Regions from separate parts of the Mus musculus genome. Here all the other regions are linked to region 1. Evidence: chromatin contacts called from public Hi-C and HiChIP or PLAC-seq data. All regions are on one chromosome and are shown on one strand. The core of a region is the stretch at or near the end of the contact, and the rest is flanking DNA. Distances in the headings are between cores, read along the strand shown. Region 1 has its middle 7.4 kb from the start of Gm30944. Region 2 has its middle 4.8 kb from the start of Gm31419. Region 3 has its middle 6.6 kb from the start of Gm52637.

The links. A called contact is a pair of places that touch in the nucleus more often than the background predicts. HiChIP or PLAC-seq counts read pairs in DNA pulled down with a chosen protein or histone mark.
Region 2: an H3K27ac HiChIP or PLAC-seq map of VIP interneurons shows a contact between it and region 1, with 7 times the contacts expected there. The contact joins two enhancer-like sites. A contact is called at or near these places in 1 of 484 Hi-C or Micro-C datasets (cerebral cortex), 2 of 115 datasets of contacts at active chromatin or transcription factors (VIP interneurons and embryonic stem cells) and 1 of 9 other capture datasets (embryonic stem cells).
Region 3: a Hi-C map of ventral hippocampal neurons shows a contact between it and region 1, with 1.6 times the contacts expected there. The contact joins two enhancer-like sites. A contact is called at or near these places in 1 of 39 promoter capture datasets (hippocampal neurons), 7 of 484 Hi-C or Micro-C datasets (brain, cerebral cortex, cortical neurons and 1 more) and 3 of 115 datasets of contacts at active chromatin or transcription factors (VIP interneurons, embryonic stem cells and neural progenitor cells).

Annotation. Positions count from the first base shown.
Region 1 is chr3:85,013,269-85,017,799 of GRCm38.p6, reverse strand. No RefSeq gene overlaps it. Among named protein-coding and RNA genes, the nearest start is that of Gm30944, 7.4 kb to the left of the region's middle. Within about 2 kb of position 1,994, at least 31 of the 459 cell types and tissues checked have an H3K27ac peak or open chromatin away from gene starts, as enhancers often do. A contact at or near this core is called in VIP interneurons, brain, cerebral cortex and 3 more, where this site is marked.
Region 2 is chr3:85,494,340-85,498,870 of GRCm38.p6, reverse strand. No RefSeq gene overlaps it. Among named protein-coding and RNA genes, the nearest start is that of Gm31419, 4.8 kb to the right of the region's middle. Within about 2 kb of position 2,565, at least 5 of the 459 cell types and tissues checked have an H3K27ac peak or open chromatin away from gene starts, as enhancers often do. A contact at or near this core is called in VIP interneurons, where this site is marked.
Region 3 is chr3:85,377,116-85,381,646 of GRCm38.p6, reverse strand. No RefSeq gene overlaps it. Among named protein-coding and RNA genes, the nearest start is that of Gm52637, 6.6 kb to the left of the region's middle. Within about 2 kb of position 2,721, at least 41 of the 459 cell types and tissues checked have an H3K27ac peak or open chromatin away from gene starts, as enhancers often do. A contact at or near this core is called in VIP interneurons, brain, cerebral cortex and 3 more, where this site is marked.

The DNA of each region.
Region 1 (4,531 bases), core at 745-3,244:
CTCCCAGATTAGTGCTATCTCTGAATAGCATGGAGTCATTAATCTTGGAAGAGAGGACATTTCCCCCAATAACCTTGGTAGGGAGAATATTTTCCAAAGGAGGAACATGAAGTTTATATATATAAATAAGCCCCACACCCAGCAACTATCACCGCTTGTGGAGGCCCATGCCCTGGCTCTGTTCCAGGGGCAGGAACCATGTTGTGCCACCCTGTGCTTCCACATGGCTATGCAGGACTCAGCAGTCCTGGTGTGTTTTCTTCATTCTACACACACTCACAGGGCTCCCGACACCACCCCGTGCCCCTACCCCATCCCCCAGCTCCCACCCCATCGCCCTGCCATCTGTCGTCTCTGCTCCTTTTGCCCATGAGGACTGATATCAGCCTATGCTCCATGAGGGCAGGGATTGTCACACTACGCCATCCATTTTTTTCTTTTGGAAACAAGAGTTTGTATTTCGCTTTGGAAAAACATCCTTTTCCATTCTGAGGCCCGAAGTAGAGGTGGGGCTAGCTCCATTCTAACTCAGGCCTTGTCCTGTGGCCACAGTCATTGGTTAAGAGATGAACACATGAACCAAGCTGTTCTCATAGGAGCCATACTATGTTCTTTTTACTGGTTACTGGTTTGGCCAAACTGATAAATTACAATGCTGGATCCGCTGTAGGCAATGAGATAAAACATGCCTTCCTGGACGTCACCATCAGCACTAATAGATGAAGAAGTCAAGCCTGGGGACACTGTATGTCACCTGGTTCCAGCCATGCCTGAAACTTCTCCACTTTTAGCTTTTCCAACTAAATGAGCTAATAATTCAAACATTTTCTTTTTATTCTTGCTTAAATTATTTTTTTTAAAATGGATTTCCTATTCCTTGTTTCTAAGAGTCAAATGCTAACTACCCAAGCAGGGAATTCCTCTAGTCAGAGTACTGAAAAGAGGGTGTTTGTTCTCCTCCGAGTGTGTAAATGAAGGCAGGTACACACCAACCAACACAAACGTGCACACACATGTACATGTGAGAGTGACGTGCATGTATTTTCTCTGCTTGTACCTGGGCCCTGTTTCTAAATGCTCTACTTTCAAAAAATTCAGGTAGACAGCACCAGAAAGTGGGAAGAAGTCTCTCTTCCGCACCCTTTCTGTTGGCTAGTCCCCACCCCCCATGTTTGCAAAGGAAGTTATAGATCTTGAAAAAAAATTAAAGTGTGCAGAGGGACTCTTCATAGCTGAATGCTTATGACTGTAAGACTGATTTTCCTTGGCAAAATTTGAAACCACGAACAACAAAGACTATAGGGGAAGTCACAAAACAAACAACATTCTCCAGGGTTCTTGGGGGCCGGCGGGTGGGGGTGCGGGGTGGGGGGGCGCTTCCAAACAGGGCCAAACATTGGCACAGCTAATGCAGGTAAGTGCTGACACACAGGTACATTTTCCTCACCGAGAGGAGAAGGGAGGAAAAATCAATAAAATATGCAAATAAGGCATCAAACCTCAGAGCATGGAAATGTGGGTATTTTAATTTCCCCTGATACAGACAAATGCAGCCATGAGAAGTTTCTTCGGGAGTTTTTGTCATCTGCCATTTGTAGAGGGAGAGGGGGAGTTAGGAAGCAGTGAGCAGAGGAGAGAATTACCCAGAAGCCAGCAAGACCCTTTGCCCACAATGCAGTAGGCGCAGTCATCCCCAAAGGGCCTAACTCCTCCCAGAAGCCACTTCAAAATCACCTCCATGAGGATGAAATTGTCAAACCACACCTCGTTCTTTGGCAGCCAATGCTGCTTGGAGAGAGGCGGAAAGAAGCGCTTGCAGTACTGGAAGCTTCCTTGTGGCCTGTTTGGAAGATGTCTCTTTCTGTGGGAGAACACAGTTGTGCTTCTGAGCCCTGCTTCTGACAGGCTGCTGCTTTGGGGGGCCTGCCTGTGCTACGGCAGGGCAGAACGGCAGCCTTGGAATCCCAGCAGTTCTGGCTGACTTCACCACTGACAGCTTGTCGTCGCTATGGAGGCGGCTGAGCCTTGGTTTCCTTATATATGAGCTGTAATAGAAACACCTGCTCTAAAGCTTGGTGGTGGTGCACAGTAAAACTAGCGAAAAGGCCAGGCATGGTGCTGCATACCCTCAGCCCCAGCATTGTGGAAACAGAGAGAGCTGGGTCTCTTTGAGTTAAAGTCCAGCCCTGCTCTGTAGAGCCATTCTAGGCCACCCAGGGCTGCATAGTGAGACTGTCTTTAAAAACACAAAACAAAACAAACAACAACAAAAATAAAACCTCTAAAAGCTAAAAGGATCCACTAGTGGAGGCATAATTCTGTAATTCTATGGTCAGAAAGCTGAGGCAGGAGAATTATGATTTCAAGGTCAGTTTTGTGGCTGTCTAGTAAAATCCTGTGAAGAAAGTAAAGGTAGGGAGAGAGGAAGAGAGGGAGGGAGGGACCGAAGGAGGAAGAGTGGGAGGGAGGAAAGGAGGGAAGGAGGGAAGGAGGGAAGGAAGGAGAGAGAACATAGACTCATGATCCCTTCACAAACACAAATAAGCTATGGACTTCACTGTGTACCCTTAAGTTTGTGCCTAGAAATCACACAATCTCTCTCCTCTCTCTCTCTCTCTCTCTCTCTCTCTCTCTCTCTCTTTCTCTCTCAAGCAATCGAGATTAGAGCAAAAACATAATGGATAGACTTCTACACTTTGGGACTCAGCCACTGAAAAGGAGCAGGAAGGGACTAACTTTGGAATAGGGACCACAAAAGATGAGTCTCTCCTAGCACTGGAAGGACAAGAGGAACTTCCTGACAGTTACCTGATGCTCCTGGGTGAGGGCAGCTGTAGAGCAGGTCTTACCTGGGCCAGAACCAGCAGCTGGCCCCTTGCTGGTGGGAGCCACCCTGCCTGCCTCTGAGCAGAGGCAGGGTGATCGTCAGGCAGGGTCAGGGAAAGCCTCCCTCCCTGTGCCTGGCAAGAGACAAATGTCAAGAACAAACTATTATCTGAAGAAATCTGGATTCCAGGAGCGTTGAAGAAAGGTAGACTTTACAAGGCAACAGAGAAAATAGACACATAAAAACCGACCACGACCTGTCAACAGATTACGCTGTATTCTCTCTGCTTTCAAGGTTAGGGACACCCCTCTTTCCTTCATTACCACCTCAACAGCACAGTGCTCTGGATCTACAGAAACAGACCTTGCAGAAATGAGACCTTTAAAGCTGTTTCCAACTTGGGGGATTTCGGTGCGGGTGGCTCTGGTGTGATGATCTGCATTAAACAGAGAGCTAGGGCATCTATGCCCGGTGCCCAGGCTAGGAAAATGTTGGTTCACACTAAAGGGCAAGCCAGGAGGCTGGCAGAATTCCCAGATCCACTGAGTCAGGTCTTTGCACTTCTGCCTCAGAAGCTGTTTTAGCTTTTTGGAGGTAGTTGAAGCTGTTTACCTCAACGTTGGTACTGAAAAATAAGAACTGACTCTGGGATTGATGGTTCAATTTAACTGGCAGCTTGATGCATTTTAGAATCGCATAGGGGAGAGTTTCAGTGAGGGACTGTCCAGATCCAGTTGGCCTGTAGTCTTCATGGATTGTATTGATTACCTTATCTGAAGCGAGATAGCCCAGCCTAAAGCCGTGGGCAGTTCCATACCCTAGAAGATGAGCTGAGTGTGCGCATGCATGCGCTCTCTGCCGCTGACGCGATGTGTCTCTGTTTCCAGCTCCTGACTTGATTTCCTCACAGTGATGCACTGTAGCCTAGAATGGAGGGTAGAATTATTCCCTTTTACCTTAAAGTTGTTTTTTTTGGGGGGGGGGGCATTTCTATCACAGCAACAGAAATGAGAATGCTAAACGGGTTAAATGGGGGATATTTCGGAGCCCCCACAACTGCTTCTAGGATATGATCCGTGTTCTGGCTGAGCAGCATCTCCATGGCTGCTTTCTCACTATAGGCATGGCTGCAGGAGCAAATGGTGTGAGCCTGAGGAAGGGACAGATGATACCATAGCTTATTAACTTGCTGTGCATGGCGCCCAGCACAGTGGCTAAACTAACAGTATTCCATATAAACCGATACATTTTAGATTCCTCCCTCCCACCGCACCCCCCAAAAAGAACGACTTTGTAGGCCTGCAAGATGGCTCAGTGGGTAAAGCCCTTTTAGTGAAGCCCTGACAACCTGAGTTTGATGTTTTTGTAAAGATGGAAGGAGAGATGCCAGACTACAAAGTTGTCCTCTGATCTCCATATGTATGCTGCGGCCTGTACACACTGCTACACACATCATTCACACACTCAATAACAATAACATGTTAATTTATAAGACAGCTTTCCATACAGCATAAATATCAACCGGTTGAAAGCAGCTGTACACAATTAGGCAAACGCACCCAACTAAAGCACGAATTGAGAATCTATTATGTGGAGCACCCTGTGGTGAAGGCTGAAGAAACAAAACATGAGTGTCCCCTTCCCTGAGGTCAGTCTGACGGGAAAGCATTCAGGTCTACAGCCACAACACCTGGGCACGCCCGA
Region 2 (4,531 bases), core at 1,316-3,815, 480 kb before region 1:
ACCCTGTGCCTCCTGAAAGTGCCTATAATCACACACCTGAAGAGACTGGTGTTTTGCCCTTCTTGGGCAGTGTGTACTGAGCTAGCACTCTGGGAGAGACAGTTGCAAGAAAGTGACAAACAGAGCCCTGAACCTGGGGGCTGACGTGGGCGGTGGCCAGGGCTCATCCTCACATCTCTCTCTGGTTCCCTTTCTCACTCTGGTGTGGCTCAGAGAGAAGAGGAGGGAGGGCTGGGCTAGCCTGGGAAGGGTGAGCCCTGAGTTCAGTGTCTTGCTCCTCTCCCTTGCAAATAAGGGAATGCAGTGGCTTTTCCAGGTGATGTGTACACACAACGGTCTACATCCAGCCAATCCAGCCACTCCCAGGATTTCCCGGAGTCAGGCCAGGCCAAGGTTCCCTCCACTTCAACGCCCTTCACATCCTCCCCACCTGGTTCCGTCCATTGAGAATGCTGAAGAAAGGACCACAGTATGATGTTCCTCAGTTCTCTTTTTTTCTTCATAGAGACAAAGCAAAAATTTGAATGTAGTCTAAGCTAGTGGGTGGAGGAAGGGACTCAGACCACGTGTGGGAAAGGACAGGGAGAAGGCATAGAAGTGTAACATCCCAGCAGACAACGCCCGGCGCTGCTGGTCTCCATTCTCACACCCCTGTCCGTAAACTCAGCTACAGCTCTCGTTCTCGTGGAATGCAGCTGAGGATCATGTCTGGAGAGCATCCCAGGGAAGACCTTCTCCATCTTCTCCACACCTGCGTGTTAAATGAGCAGGAATGCCCAGGTGCTGAGTCAGATGTAGGAATTCGCTGCACATTTTACAGACAAGTCATTTCGCATGCCCAGAAAGAAATGTTATCTATAGCGCTGTTTTCCTGAACTCTCCACAATTCAAGAGAATGCAAACTGAAAGCTGGTTCTACAGTGCCTGGGCCCAGTTGCTCAGCGTGGTGGATGGCTTCAGTTAGGTGGCGGTCACTGAGGAGGGTCTGCTTGCCAGAGCAGGAGCTGGGAAAACGGCTCCAAGTTAACCAAGCCAGGGACTTCTACCATGTTCATTCTTTTTTAAAAAAAAATTAAAAAGATTTATTTATGTTCATTAGTGTTTCACCTGCATGTCTGTGTGAGGGTGTCAGTCAGATCTTGGAGTTACAGACAGTTGTGAGCTGGCATGTGGGTGTTGGGATTTGAACCTGGGTCCCCTGGAAGAACAGTCTGTGCTCTTAACCGCTGACCCATCTCTCCAGCTCCCACTATGTTAATTCTTAATTTTCGAATGGCAGCTGGAAAGGTGGCTCACTACAGGACCTGAGGTGGTGACCAAAGGCTGATGGTCAAACAGTTCTGTAAAGGTGTGGGCAGGTCGCTGAGGTCTCAGGGGCAGTGATCAAAGATCGACCTTTGCTATTCACTGTGGTCTGAGGACCAGCAGAATCGTGTGACTTTACAGTGTGACAACAGATCAGTGTGCATTTACAGTACTACCTGATCCACAGCCATATTCTAAACCTATTGGATCCAAATGCACACACATTTTTAATTATAGGTGATTTGTTTGCACATAAAAGATTAAGCGGCTCTTGTACATCCCAGCAATTCCCTGTTGGTAGCAGCCCAGAGTTTTTAAAGACAGGACCAGCTTTGCTAGCCCACTGGGAATGGAAGCTCATTCGGCGCATTCTCTTTTCAGCAAAAACCTAAGAATGGGCAGGCATGCGTCCCCCACCAGCTGTACAATACAACATTTAAAAAAAAAAAAAAACTTACTTTTCCTCCTGGAAACAAACCATCCTTCCTAACTGCCTTTGATTCTGGCAAAGCTGTCAACCATCAAGATGAGCACCTGATTGAAACTGGATAGGAATCCTCCCCACCCCCCACAGTGGGACTGGTAGGCATGTCCTCCTAGCACATGGGTGGGGACCTGTGGGATCAAAAAGCCAAACATACCTTCCTAGCACATGTGCGAGGACCAGTAAGAGCGCAAAGCCAGAGGAGTCAGGGCTGAAAGACAGAGACAGAGACATCATTTGAACACCTCAGCACAATTGTTCCAGAAGTAAGACCACCCTTGGGCTCCAGCTTGAGTGAGCCTATAAACGCACAGCTTAGTTTAAAGCAGTCATAGGTGGGTTCTTCTGCTCTTTAGCTAAAATAAGGCCCAGACGATACGGTCTTGAAAATTAGATTATCAGCTCGTCTAAACTGGAAGCATTTATAGCTGGACACATGAGAATAAATGAGAGGAATACATTCTCTGGTGGTTCACAACCTGGAATTTGACCAGTGTGTGAATGAATTTGTAAGGTGCATGTATGTTTACATTTAATCTGAGCCTGACTAAATGTAGGTGGTTTAAAATGTTTAGACACTCCTGAGCCCTAAATACTGGTTTTCTGTATTGTAATGCAGCAGAAGGCTATATTTATTTTCTGGATTTAGAGGCAATGTGTCCTGAAATTAATATTTAAATTTATGCCAACTAACATGCAAATGAGCACGGCACTGGCGTTTTAAAACCAAGAGGATGGGATTGCAGCACTGACACTTCAATGGTGCTGATGCTTGGATGAGACAAGACAAAGAGGGCTAAAATGCAGATGGGATGGTTCCCTTGAACGAGCCAATGCAGGTGGGGTATTTACGGCTCTGTAAAGTGTTTTAAAACAGGAAACAGTATCTCAACTTAAAATAGTGATTTAACCATTCATTAATTTACTCAATGCAAACACGGCAACTTTTCTGAAATGGTGTTGCCAGTAAACACAATCTACAACCCACCCACACACACAAAAATGTATTTTTATTCCTGCCAAACATCAAAATTTAAGCCTGCAATTGTTTGCTCTGGTTTTCTGTTCAGTGAACGGTTGTTATTCACTGTAAGCCATATATTTCATCATTGTATACCTACTTTAATATGTGTGGTGTGTACATATTTTATGCTAATCAGCTAAGTTATACACAACAGAAACTTGGCAGGTCATACTTTAAATGAGGTGGATTTTTTTGAAAGTAAAATAAAATGTCTGAGGTTGACGGTCTGGTGGGGTGTCCTAGTGGTTAGTGAGGACTGAAGCTGCCTCTGGGTTTTTGAAGCACAAAGCCTAGGATGCAACTTCTCTCCTCTAGGTGGCTGCTGGGTCTCTCTGGCCGCACCAGCCAACTTCTCTACAGCAGATGGAAGGAAGAAGTTTGCCTTCTCTCTTTAAATGGAACTCTCTAAATGATCCCCCTTTAGCTCGGAAGCCATGTGTAACAAATAATAACAAAGGTTATTATTTTGAGTATTCTATTTTAAGAAATAGAAAACAGGTGTGCTTAAGTTTGAATCTTAACTGTCTCTCATGTGATGACACTGCAGTCCACAGCTTAGTGCTATCAGAGCCACTGGAAGCTTCCAGAGGTAGGAGGTGCAAGGTCGTTGATGGGTGTGTCCTCGGAGAGATAGAACCCTGGCCCCTTCTTCCCCTCTTCCACGTTTTGACCATGGGGTGAGCATCTTTCTTCTGCTTCTTCCCATTGTCATCTGGCACAGGCTTAGTAGAAATGGGACCAAACAAGCATGGATTAGAACCTTTGAAGCCATGAGCCAAGATGAAACTCCCTGTAAGCTGATTATCTCAGTTGTTCAGTATAGTGATAGAAAGCTGGCCAATAAAAGGTATTTAAAAGGCACTGGCCAAACTGTGCTCTAGATATTAAATATATATTTGTCAGTATTTTTATTGTCTGTACTAGCAACCAGCTTCTTAGGGTCAAGAGTCTGCTTTGATGAAAATAAATTATTATTGTATCTTTAATGCTATTTTATGTTTATCTTGCATGGCTTCTATTGTGTTACTTACTATTACGCATATGCACGTGTGTCCGTGTTGGGAGTCTATGCACATAGTTATGCACAGAGGACAGAAGAGGGCATCAAATCTCCTGGAGTTGGAGTTACAGGTGGTTATGAATCACCCAACATGTTTGGTTGGAACTGGCAGAGGGTGGCCCTTAGCTTCCGAGCCATCTCTCCAGTCCCTGTGCTTGATTTTATTCCACTAGCTTATCAACCACAATTGATTTGAGTCTGGATTGAAAGGAACGCAGTAACTATAGATCTGATGACAAAGAGAGTTGTGAGCAATTAATAATGTCTTCAGTGGTCGGTGCACAAGGGTTGGTCTTTACCTTACGTTTCAACTAATAGGTTTAGGAACATATGGCTCTCGTGAAGCCTGCTTCAATCTCCACCAAAAAGCTTTATTTAAATGTATTGTTTGGAATATTTTATTCTGGGGAAAGATGAAACCCTCAGCAAATTGGAACTCTCTCAGGCAGTTATACATTGTTTTTGCAGGTTTCTAGAGTATTGCTAAAGGAATTACATTCAAATTCCAAGTTACACTTAGCTGGCAAATTCTCAGTTGAAAGTTGCTTGGGAAGAGGATTTTTGTTATTCTTTAGAGGACGAAGTAGAAAAACAGGTCATGAGTTTGATGCTGTCAGAGTGGAGATGCAATTCGATGACATGTTCATCTCTACATTCT
Region 3 (4,531 bases), core at 1,472-3,971, 360 kb before region 1:
ATTAGCATATTTTATTATCTCACGAAAGGTGCGGATACAGGATTGGTCTGCCTAATTTAATGAGCCAATATGTTCCAAGTGAGCAGTCTGATGGCATTATAAATTCACATGCAGGGGAGGGCTATTCAAGGCCAACCAATATAATTCACTATATCAGTGACGAGTTCCTAGGTGTGATTTCATAACTTGTTATACACTGTAGCTCTATCAGTTCCTTCTCTCACTACTGACAGACACAATGTAAGGGAGGAAGGATTGCTTTGGGTTCATGGTTTCAGAGATCACAGCCCATCCTGGCAGTGGAGCCTTTGCTGAATGGCTCTGTAGCAGCAGGAGTGTGAGGCAGCTCCTGTTACATCCTGATGGGTCAGGAAGCAGAGACCGGCTCTCTAAAGCTGTTCACATCTGAACCTCTGGAAGCATCAAAGATACGGTTGAGGTAAGGTTCTTAAAGAGGTCATAATCCTGGGTTCATCACATGGGATCTTGTTCCTTACAAAGGAGCACAGAGAGACAAGAGAGTGAGTAGATATGAGGCTAGAACCAGAAGCCACAGTGACTGGAGGATGAGATTGCAAGCCAAGCAGTGCAGGTGGCCCCGAAATGCTGAATGAAGCAAGCAACCAGACTCCTGTTAGAACCGGCCATCCTGGCTCCTTCACTTGAGTCCAGTGGGACCCATTTTGTATTTCTGGCCACCAAGATAGTCAGGGCTGTCTTGCACTGTGACATACTACTGGGCTTGCAGTTATTTGCTTCAGCAGAAATAGAACACTAATATAGGCCCATCAGTCCATCCATAAGACTGTGAGAGGGTTCCAGAACCAAAGAGTTTGAGAATCACCACTGGCAGCAATCTAAGGATGGCTGTGATGGAGTCAGACTTGGGCAGAGTGCAGGAGCCCCACAGAGTTACCAGTAGCTGCCTCCAAAGGGTCATTATGTCAGAGTGATCCAGGGTCTTGGCACACAAGAAGGGCTTTATAGATGAGTATACAGTAAGAGAGTAGCATGGAAGCAGCCTGCTTGCTCTCTGTCATGTCAACAGCCCATTTCCAAAGATGATATGACTTACAGGGGTCCTGGCTTCATGCTGGAAACTTACAGATAACTCAAGACTTACTGCCTTTATTTCCTAAGACACAGACTCTGAAGCCCAGAGTAGCCAAGGCACCTGTTCAAGTCACATGACCAGCAACTGTCAGAGCTGGACATCAAATCTCTATAGGTCATGTCACAGACCCCACTCTTTCTGCCACAGCCTCTGTGGATTTGGATGCATCTACCCAATATCAACAGACACGGGGCCATCAAGAGAAACTTTGAGACAGGTCCAGGTGGGCATGGGGAGCCAGGAAGAGCAGGTGACATCCACTAAGATCACCACTTCCTTTTGTCACCAGCTGTCATGTCTGCTGCACTGGCAAAAACTCTTAAGCAATTTATCCCAAAAAGCCACTTGTTTTCATCTGGATGAGTTTATCCCCCCCAGGATTTCAAATGAAAGGAATAAATAAGTTTAACTCAAGGGAACAATGGCTGAGTCGCTTAAGCCTCGGTGGCAAGCATTATCTAATACAATTTTCCAGAAATTGTTATCATTATCGCTTGTCTTCTGGAGGCACTGAGGCTCTCGAAACCGAGTGTTACCATGGTGCCTACGATCTTCAGCAATTTTTCTTTTTGTTCAGTTTTACTTGGTAAATATTTCTCTTACTTTGTCTTTGAACTGAAATAAGATAGCAGAGGGAGGACTGGTCCCGAGGTGACCTTTTAACAGTTCCTCCACTGCTGGGTGGCTAGTAAGTTAATTAAGCTTCCTGTTAATTAACTTTAATAATTACTTTCGATATGGTCCTACCAAATGGTTCTTACCTTGGCCATGGATGGCCAGCCAGCCTGTTAATCAGAATGCCAGCCCACATTGCCAAGGGGCAACCTGACCCTAATGGATAAGAAAGATAAGGCTTTACCAGTTAGCTGCCTTTGCCTGGACAGAGAAAAGGCCAGGGATGGGAGGTCAGTTTGCACACAGCCGCAACGTCCACACTTCTGGCCTTCTTAAGGTATCTCTGTTTTAATGAGATGTTGGCAGAGTAAGTCATCTGGTCTTAATTTAAATCTGATTCCAAAAGACAGATCTGGTTTTAAGAGGAAAAAAGAAAAAGCTGGCAGATTTCAGATTTTTTCTTTTCTTTCTTTTTTCCTTTTTTTTTTCTGCTTTTCTGCTTTAAAGGAACATTTCTTGATTTGGAAAAGACTGATTCACCCAGAAGTCATCAATGGTAAATCAGTATCTATGTTCCCAGTGGCTTTTAAGGTAAAATACCTCACCATGTGATATCCACCTGCCTGCCTCATCAACCGAGCCCAGGCACGGGCAGAATGAGCCAATCACTAATGAGCATGGGTCTGAGCGTAATGCCAGTGCTCTCGAGCCGCAACGTCATGCTAATAACTTAAGAACTGCTTGGTGTCAAGGCTCCACACAGAGTGGATGATACTAGTCAGCTCATTTGGCTTTTAATAGTCTGAACGTCCTGGTGGCTCTGAGACTTTTTTCCAAAGCCAAATTGTCTTGCTTGTTAAATATGTAATGTATTTAGGAGTCTTCATTTTCCATGCTTAGAAAAATGGCCTTGGAGTCTTATAGCGAGCACCCCGTTGAGAGGTCTGTGGGCATTTGGAACGGGCTGATGGCACTGCCACGGGGTGTCAGCGTGGGTGCAGGGGAGTCAGACATTCTCCCCGACTCCCTTAGAGAACCTGGTGAGGTTCTCTCCAGTGCTTCAGAAGAGAGAAAGAAATCCGAAACGCTGGTATTTTTAGCTCCCACTCCCTTCTTGACTGTGAATAGGAACGTGATTGAGATTCCCACCAGTCTTCAAAGCAGACTTACCTTTAAAGCAAATGCCAAGGGTTTGAAAACTCATTGGGAATGGGAGCACACGTGCATGAACAGAGGCAGCTTTTAAAAAAAGAAAGCCAAGCCCTGGGGCTGTCAGCAGAGTTGAGATAAGGTCTTGCTCCCCTCCCCTGCCCCACACCGCAGGAGCACAGGCGGGGATGTTCCTTCCACTTTGACATGTCATGTACCCTGCGGTGTGGACAGGGACTGGACTCTCAGCTGGCCCATATGCCCCAGGGCACGTGGGGCTCTCCCAGTAATTGGAGTGCTTACAAAACCAGTTCAGTACTCGAGGAAATGACCTGCAGGGTATGCTGGGATGGATTCAAACATTTCTTGTCACTTATAGCACCTGTGACTGAAGAGACGCGGGGACAGAAAGGAGGGTTAGGAATGCATAAAATCTAAAATAAAACCACCACAGAGCTCAGAGCACATGTCTGCTCACAGAGACATCAGCTGGGGGAGACTGTTAAAAGAAAAGAGAAGCCCCTTTGACTTTAAGAAGCACATTCCTAGGACCTGGCACCAAGCTAACAATGGGAGCCAAGCCAGGGCAAGCCTTGCAAGTGTTCCCTGCCGCAATCCTATCCGAGGAAGCCACCTGGCTGGTTTCAGCTGGAAGCCTGCTTCACACCCCTTTGGACAATGTTGTTTGTAGAGCCATCTGGCTTTGGTCATGAAACACTCGCCAACACCACAACATCAGGAATGATACTTTTCTTTCTTGGGTCACAGACAGGACGAATCATATTGTGTTGATTAACCGAGGAATCTGGAACATATGAGCAGGTTTCAAAAAATCATCTAGCATTCACCCTAACTTTTTCAATGGTCATCTAGAGTCTCCCAAGTTTCCTGTTCCTCCATTCTGTGACCTTCTAGACTTAGCCAATAAAATATCAAACTGAGAGCAAGCTTGCTGTAAACATGGCTGGCTCTTTCTACCCAATCTGTAGGGAGTGTCAGTGTCTGGCAGAGTGGGGCCTCTGCTTGCATGAGCTTCACTGGTGTGTTCATCCCACGTCCTAAACTGCGGTACCCATCTGATTCCGGTCTCCATGGTGATGGTTACAGCTCCCATCAGGATTTGCAGCCCTCATCTCCTTCTTCCTCTTCTGCTTTTTTTCATCCTCTTCTGGTAGCTGGGTCAGAACCCAGGAGGCATCTAGAATCCTTGCCTCTCATCAACATGGCCTCTGCAAGTTCTGTCAGTGTCACAGGCCTTCCCATAAGTCTCTACTCTGTCTCCACAACCCCAGTCTGGATTTTGTCACGTCTGACAGGAATACTGTAATGGCTTCCCCATTGTCATCCCTTCTTCCTGTCCCACTGTGCAGTGCTCACTCCTCAGATCTCACCTCATGGCCTTCTGTTCTCCTCAGAGATGAGCTGTTGAGATAATCTATTAGCATGGCGGCAGCAGCCCTCCTCATCCATCTCAGGCTTCCCCTACAGAGTGTTTGCAGCCTGATGGGAAGCCCCACACCTTGGGTTACATTGCACCAGGCAGTAACTCTGGACCAGTATGATGTGGCAGCCAAGAAGCATGCTCCCGTTGCAGTGGTGGCCACCTCAGCAATACTCTTTAGTCTGTTGCCCTAGGCTCCTCATCTGTAGGTA